Regions from separate parts of the Hordeum vulgare genome. Here region 1 is linked to region 2. Evidence: chromatin contacts called from public Hi-C data. All regions are on one chromosome and are shown on one strand. Each heading gives the region's core, a stretch centred on a gene start, on an enhancer-like site or on the middle of the called end of the contact. The rest is flanking DNA. Distances are from core to core; before and after follow the strand shown.

Region 1 (3,712 bases), core at 466-2,965, 230 kb after region 2:
GAATATAGATTCACTCATTTTGCTTTGTATGTAGTCTCCTAGTGAAATCCCTAAAAGGTCTTATATTTTGGAACGGAGGGACTAATATAAATGGTAACGTAATCAGATCGCAGCGTTTTAGAGGGTGTAACGAATTATTTCTCAATTTGTTTGGTTTGCACCAGCGCGTAACATCGCTCCTTCTCTTCTTCACCAACGCGTCAGTCTCCCCGACCGAAGACTGCCGCCCTCGCTCGCCTGCTATCCTCCTCCCTTTCAGCCGCTTGGTCCTCCCGCGCCACCAGCTGCTGCGGCCTTGCTGCCTGCTCAGTTCAACATGCGCTCCGGCGCGGTGCAGCCAGCAGGATCTCGCGCTCCGACGGACGCCGTCTGATCCAAAGCATGCGTGCCGCTAGCTGCTGACGGCTGGCGAACAATGGACGCCGGCGACAGACTCTTTGGATCTTGCGCAGCAGCGGACGCCGGCGAAGCATGCCGACTGCTGGCGAATTGTGGTTGTCGATGTTCTTTTTCTCTCGCACCCTTTGAGCGGCTTTGTGCGGCTGCGGGAAGCAGGTAACAGACCGATACAGCCCATTTGGAACGTAATCAATTTTGTATAATGATGGGACCTGATTACAGCCGCGGTGAAACAAACACGATTTGACGGCAACTGGTCCCGCTGTAATCAAATTACATTTACAATCTCGGTAACCAAACACCTCCTCAGTGTAACCACCTGTTTTTTTTTCAAGGAAGTACAGTGGAAACTTTGAGCAACTGGCACGCAAAACGCCCAGTTAAGTCAGAATCCCAGTGATCAACATCCACAAGAGCAGACAGTAGGCATCGCATCCACCACATCAATCGCACACAAATACTGTACCATGCGAAGAAACCGACGGAAACAGAGCCCCGGCAGCCGCTAACAGTCACGAAAAGTAAAGTCACAATCCTCAAACATCCCGGAACGGATCACAGACGATCGAGCCAAAGGGAGAACGAGCAGGAATCATCAGCCAGGTAGGAATATACGCCGATCAATCCCCGAACATATGTTCCGAGAGAGAAAATAAAAACAAGAATCCGCGGGACATGTGCAACGCCGGCTAAGACATGAGCGAGAGACGGGGCGAGCGATCCCTCATGACGGGGAGCGGCGCCTTGACGAGGGATCAGCAGGGTATCTTGGAGGTGAACCACGTCATGACGTGGAGCGGCGCCTTGACGAGCTCCACCGCCGCCTCCAGCAGCAGCGTCACGCACAGGCAGCAGGGGCAGATGCACGAGATGGGCAGCCTGTGTCACAGTACAGCACCAGCGGATCGCATCAGACATCAGACCAACAGCCAGGTTGGTGGCGGCGAATCGCAGAAGGAGAAGGAGGAGGAGGAGGAAACGTACCCGATGATCCAGATGATGGCGCCGACGATGGAGACGAGGACGGCGAGGAGCGCGAAGGGCAGGCCGAGCAGGAACCCGAGCGGCCGGCAGCCGTGGTCGTGGTCGCGGTCGCCGCCGCCGCAACAGCAGCACATCTTCCTCCGATCCTCCTCCCCTTCCCGGGGTGCGTGCGACTGGTGCGAGGCACGCGAAGGGAGGCTGGTCAGATCGGCGCCGGCGGCTGTCACGCGTCGGGGTGGTTAGGCGTGGGAAACACAGCAGGAGTAGCTATATAGCACCAGGGAGGAGAGGAGACGGGACGGCTCTGCGGTCGCTTTCCGGCGCGGCGAGTTTGATTTGTCCATCCGCGTGCGGCAAGGCTGGCAATAATGCGCCGCAGTGGGCGGGCGGGCAGGCAGGCGGCCGCGAGGAAATCCGGCAGGGGCGATCCCGGGCCGTCCGTAGGGCAAACGGACGGTCGAGATGGCGAGAGAAGCTGCTCGGAAGGACCGGACCCGTGGGCAGCTGCAACGGCCCGGTGCGGTGACCAGATGTGTTGGTGCGACGTCGGCGTTTGACCGGTGAGGCGGTTCCGCTTTGGGGGGATGCGTGACGACGCCGGCGACCGGGGACGCGTGCCGGCGCGACACCGGGTGGGTTCACTCTGGAGGCTTGGACTAATCATGGTATGACACGGCGGCGTGGGGTTGGAAGCGGGCGGCGAACGATCGCCCGTGGCGGTTGCGGTCGCGCCACCGGCTCCCACGCGCCATTTGGATTCTACAGCCGGTACACACCGCTGGCCAGATCATCCCATCTCAACAGGTTCAAATGCTCGCTGACAAAATCGGAATAACTACAAAATGGAGGAGGAAAGCTCAGTGAGACAGAATTTCAGAACTGTAAAGCTTGAACTTTCAGGGTGACAAGGGATCGGATCGGATCAACAATATCATATATATTGATTTAATAGCATCGTGGTCAACTGTAACACACATCCGCTGATACATCACAGAATGTGAGACGTTTGGCTTTCCACTGAACTGAAAATGACATGAACTGGTTACCATGTTGTCCATTGTTCTTCAGCTCTTGCAGCTCAGGCCAACAACACCTCGCCTCCCAGCAGCAAATTATGCCTCCAACTGATAAGAGTCTTTATGTACTGTACAGAGCACGGACCGCACAAATTTGAGGCGTTTCCACATCTGTTGCCTTGGGGCAGCAACTTGGCAAACACAATTCCAGGTACCCTAAGCATTCACCAAAGTAAATACACAACTGAATCATCATCTTTTGAGCTGAAGACAGAAATTGGTGTTTAGCAGCACAGGTCTACGTAATTTGTTACATTGCGTGTCGTCTGTCATGTCATCAGCCCATTGAATGGAGAAACAGATGTGTACGTGACAAGGAAACAACAAACTGGATTTGTGTTCATCCTGATGCCAGAAGCTTACTTTTGAGGGCAATATTGCTCGGTATCATTACAAAGATCACAAAGAGAATAGCATCCAAGGTTGTCACTAACATGTGGCCTCAGGCCCCACACAGCATCCTTAAATTAGATGGTATTCACCAATTTATACCTCTGCAATGGTATTGAGCTAATGCTTTCTATTTTTACCCCAAAAACAATAGAAGAGTCTCCTACCGCAAATGCTTTCCTACTTTAGTTAACCGAACAAAGGGCACCAGACACACATCCCATTTGAGAATGAAGCCAACAAATGAATCTTTAGTGAAGCCTCAATACTAAATAAGTAAAAAAAACACTACATGAGGTTTGCATGTTGCGTCTTGTGCAATACACATGCCTAAAAGAGAATGTACATGTCATTCTTGTGCAATACATATATATTAGGCTATAAATTTTTCAGGATCATTATTCCGGGAAAGGCATGCAAATGGTCAATCAAAATATCCATCCATTTCATTCAATTGGTGGTTCACGTCCTGCTAATTGCTTTCCGTAGTCGTTGTGTTAGTTGTGAAGCAAAATAACTAGCATGGGTCAGGGTATGCCCTGCCCAACTTGCATTCCTAATTATGGATTGTAGTCCATCAAAAACTTTGAGGCTAAGGATGGTCTAAGCAAACTTTGCGCGTCCCTGATCCCTTGTTTGTGAAGCCAACTGGCAGGCAGGACCCCACTGTCAACAACTTGAACACTTAGGCCCTGTTTGATAACAAAGTAGTAAAAAAACTAAAGTATTAAAAACTACAGTAATTTTAAGTGTAGATAGAAAATACCATGGTTTTAATATAACAACATTTTTTTGCAGTATTCACAATATAGAGAAACCGTTTGATTACGCCACATATTACTGTAAAATTTACCAGCTAGCCG
Region 2 (4,196 bases), core at 945-3,444:
GTTAACCCTGCCTCCCCATATGCTTTGCATGTTTTATTTAGAGTTACGCAATGAAAGAGTTTACATTGCGATTCCACACCATTGTCTATCATGCTTCGTTGCAACTGTCGAAACAAATTTCTCACATGGAAATTCCATCTGAAGATCATATCAAGTAAATGAGATCTGCACCTAGATTTTGACTCATACATTGGAGTAAATAAAATAGCGTGCATGTTTATTTACAAACCATCGTATTATATCATGGCATAAAAAAGTCACAAAACAGTAGATGGGGAAATACACCTATAACAATGTGAATAGTCCTATGCTAATCTAGATATTAGTACAGCACTCGTATTTATTTACAAAGCATCATACTATATGAGAATAAGACATATAAAATCATAAAATCAGACACAAAAATTAGATAAAGAAATAGACTAAAAGAATACAAATAGTACTATGCTAATATCGATCTTGGTATGCCCTTTCTATTTCTCTTGGATAGTATAGTCACCAACACAAAAATTTGACCTCTCTTCACTGTTAATCTTGCAAAGTTTCCAGAAAGCATCTACATGGAGATATATGAAGCGGTTCATGGAGCCAGAATAACACAACTACACAAGGATATTAACATGTCTGTTAGCGATATAAGAGATTCACATAATTTGTTACAAGGGAGAAGAGAACCTAGCGGAACCGAAATTGAATCCGTAGACACCTGCATCAATTTAGGAATTGGGAGTACAAATAAAAACATGAATAAGATTAAAAAATGACAAAGATTGGAAAATGTGGGTTTTTTCAAAGGAGGGAACACTCGAAGAATGTAGAAGACGAAGGACTAAAGGGCCAACTATAACTGCCGGAGTCAGGAGTTATCCCTAAACCGACGGCGACTGGAGTCGAATCTACAAGCGACGATTGGATTCCCCTATCATCGTCCATTGGCTTTGCCTGCAAGGACATCCCATCGATCCGCACCCTAGCGAACGACATCACACGACGAATCGACATGCTCGTCGAGGTCAACGTCGTGCGTTGGAGTGCTTCGCTCGACCTTTCTGTCATGTACGCTCCCGTCTCTTTCGTCCACGGGAACTTCCCCGCCGCTGCCTGGGATGGTTAGGGTTAAGGAGAAAGGAGCACGACCCCATTGTTCGCAGCAGATTTTTTCCAGCGCTATTTTGTCTCGACGGCTTCACTAGATGGGCTGCGTGGCCTAATTAACCACAATGGTCCGAAAAAGCTACGGGAATAGCTGCCCTTCGGGCAGCAAGCCCAGGTCGTGGTCACGTTCAGAGCAAAGAGAGATTCAGGTGCATCCAACGGCCAAAAACAGTGGAATCTTGAAAACGAACGGTTCAGACATTTAATGGCCTGAGAGGGCACGGAATAGGTGCAGTTTTACTGTCCTTAATGTCGAGGGTTCGCAAGCTCCCAAGCTGCGTTTGGTAATGGACCGGCCCAGGAACTTCCTCGAAGATTCCCTGAACCGGTTTTTTTTTGTTTTCTTTTTTCTTTTTTTTCTTTTTTCTCTGTTTTTGTTTTAAAAATGTTCTGGATTTTTAACAAATGTTCTGAAATTTGAAAGAATGTTTCAGAATTTCAAAAAATGTATCGTAATTTGAAAATTGTTCCAAAATTCGAAAAATGATTCAGAATTTTAAAAAAATATCAGGTATTTAAAAAAATGTTTTATAATTTGAAAAAATGTTTCGGATTCGAAAAAATGTTCCGAAACTTAAAAAATGTTCTGAAATTTTAAAAAACCTTTTGTTATTTTTATTAAAATGTTTACAATTTTTCAAAAGAAATGTTTTGAAATTTGAAAAAAGGTTCGAAAATTTGAACAATGTTCCAGAATTTAAAAAAATGTTCCAGAATTTGAAAAATGTCTTAAAATTTGAAAAATGTTTCGGAATTTGAAATAATGTTCCAGATTTGTTTTTCAGGAATTTTAAAATATGTTCCAGAATTCGAAAAAATGTTTTGTATTTGAAAAAATATTCCGTCATTTAAAAAAATGTTCCAAATTTTGAAAAAATGTGCTAAAATTTAGAACAAATATTCTGATAATTTTACTGAAATGTTTCAGATTTTTCAACTGCTGGTCGCTAACTTTTTTTTATGGTCTCTACATTCGCTACTGGTGGCTAACTTGGGTCGGCCTAGTCGGGGCGACCCCTGTGCGTCCGCTCGGCAGTTCCCGCAACAAGCGGCGGATAGGAGGTCACAAATAGGAGCGCATACCCAGGATCCTTTTTCCGTAAGCTTGGGCTGGCCCACCTATACCTTTCCGGTTTAGTGAAGATTCTAAAACCTTTTCAGATCATTTTACTAAAAACAATGTTTTGTACCTTTTTTCTGATTATCCATTTGTCTTTATTTTCTTTCCCTTTTAGAAATTCTATGTTCCTTTGGCCTCTATTAATGCAACATAGGTCTTGTTGCAAAATTATTTCTGTAATATAGGTTTTGTTGTAGAAGTTTTTTGCAGCAACTGCTTTGTTGCGAAAACAAAACTTGCAATTGAGGTTTTGATGCGATTTTTTTGTAACTCAGGTCTTTTACCGAATTGTATTTGTTATAGATATTTTGTTGCAAAATATAGTATTATTGTAGACCACCGTAACATGGTATATGCTTCTGAAACAAATCCTATGTTGCACAAACGTGTTCGAAAGACGCCCGTCATGTAAAGAAGGTGGCGGCCGCGGCCGTTATAATCCGTCGGTAAGTTTTTACCTTTCTAAACTTAGATTTTCTTTTAAATTTGCAAAAAAATTACAACAGACCACAATTTTCAAAGTGCGAACAAATTTCATAATTCCGAACATTTTTTGGATCTCATGAATTTTTTTCAAACGTAGGACTGTTTTTTTAAATTCATTGACTTTGTTTTGTTTTGACAACTAATTTTTTTAATCTATGAACATTTGTTTAGTCAGTGAACATTTTTGAAGTGATGAATAATTTTGAATTTCATTTTTTAGTTTTGCTTTTCTGAAGATTTTAAGAATCTCCCTTGTTTATTCTTTGAATTCTCAAACATCTGTTTTCAAATTGATGAACTTCTCTGAATATGAGAACATGTTTTTAAATATCCTGAATTTTTTTTTGTGTGAACATTTTAAAAAACATAAAGATTTTTTTAATATATGAACATTTTTATGAAATGGAGACATATTTTGAATCCATGAATATTTAGTGGTCTTCGTGAACATTTTTCGATTCTTTTGTAATAAATCTCACATTTTTTTGGAAATCCTGAATTAGTTGAAACAAGAAATGCGCAGAAAAGAAAAAACAAAAGCAAGAAAAACGACATTATAAAAATAGGGGGCTTCCCGCTCCATACATGGGCCGACCCAAAAGGGCCTGTGTTAGGAGCGCTGGTTGGGATTTGGATGGTTTCCGAGCATGCAAAATTGGAGCTCCCTCGGGATATTCCCTTAGGCGAAAACCCTAGGGTTTCGATATCTTCAGGCGATTGCCGCCAGAATCTTTACATCCTCGTGTGTGCTTCTGCCGTGAGGAGTCATGGTGATCCTACCTGGCCATAGACGAGGGTTTACCAGAGTGGTGTTTGGCGGCGAGATTGCATTTGTTTGACGATGGCTCAGGGTTGTGGATCACAATGGAGGAATGGCAAAGAGTCAGCGAAAGAGTTTCTCGCTCGGCTCACATTTCACGAAGAGGGAGAAGATGACTTCATCTGGGAGGAGGAGCTGCCACACATGATGGAGTCAGCGAAGTGGCTGGTGATTGCGCGTGTTCATACTCCAAAATCTTTCAGCCCTAATGCTCTATATGGCGATAGGAGGGCGGTCGAGAACCCTGCAAAACTAGTAGTGTGTGGAGGAAGATAAGGGACAACCTATTCATGACTCAATTCGGGTGTCTTGCAAACTGGAAGAAGGCAATGTTCATGGGGCCATGGTTGTTCACGAAGCACGTGCTCATCTTGAAGGATTATGATGGATTCAAGAACCCTGATATAATAAAGCTCGACAAGCTTGTTATGCGGTCACAGATTCACCACCTATCAGACAAGTTCCTCACCGAGCCAGCGTTGAAGGGTTTTGGCTTGAGGGATCGAAGAGGTTGAAGAGCTGAAATTAAAGCTCCTAGCGTGCTTCTTTAGAGAATTGGTTAAAGTCGGGGTAAACATAGACATCGATGCAAAGATCAAGAGGTTCTTCATTGGA

What was found. A called contact is a pair of places that touch in the nucleus more often than the background predicts.
Region 1: a Hi-C map of leaf shows a contact between it and region 2, with 5 times the contacts expected there. The contact joins the promoter of LOC123443144 here to the enhancer-like site in region 2. A contact is called at or near these places in 4 of 6 Hi-C or Micro-C datasets (leaf and seedling) and 1 of 1 datasets of contacts at active chromatin or transcription factors (embryo).

The regions. Positions count from the first base shown.
Region 1 is chr3H:105,390,661-105,394,372 of MorexV3_pseudomolecules_assembly, forward strand. It overlaps LOC123443144 (signaling peptide TAXIMIN 1), which reads right to left and starts at 1,716. Exons shown (of 2, transcript XM_045119425.1): 1 at 1,384-1,716; 2 at 642-1,278. The coding sequence starts at 1,517. The coding sequence ends at 1,155. It overlaps LOC123443143, which reads right to left. Exons shown (of 8, transcript XM_045119422.1): 8 at 2,299-2,615.
Region 2 is chr3H:105,162,172-105,166,367 of MorexV3_pseudomolecules_assembly, forward strand. No RefSeq gene overlaps it. Among protein-coding and RNA genes, the nearest start is that of LOC123439623, 48 kb to the right of the region's middle. Within about 2 kb of position 2,195, at least 2 of the 3 cell types and tissues checked have open chromatin away from gene starts, as enhancers often do. A contact at or near this core is called in leaf and seedling, where this site is marked.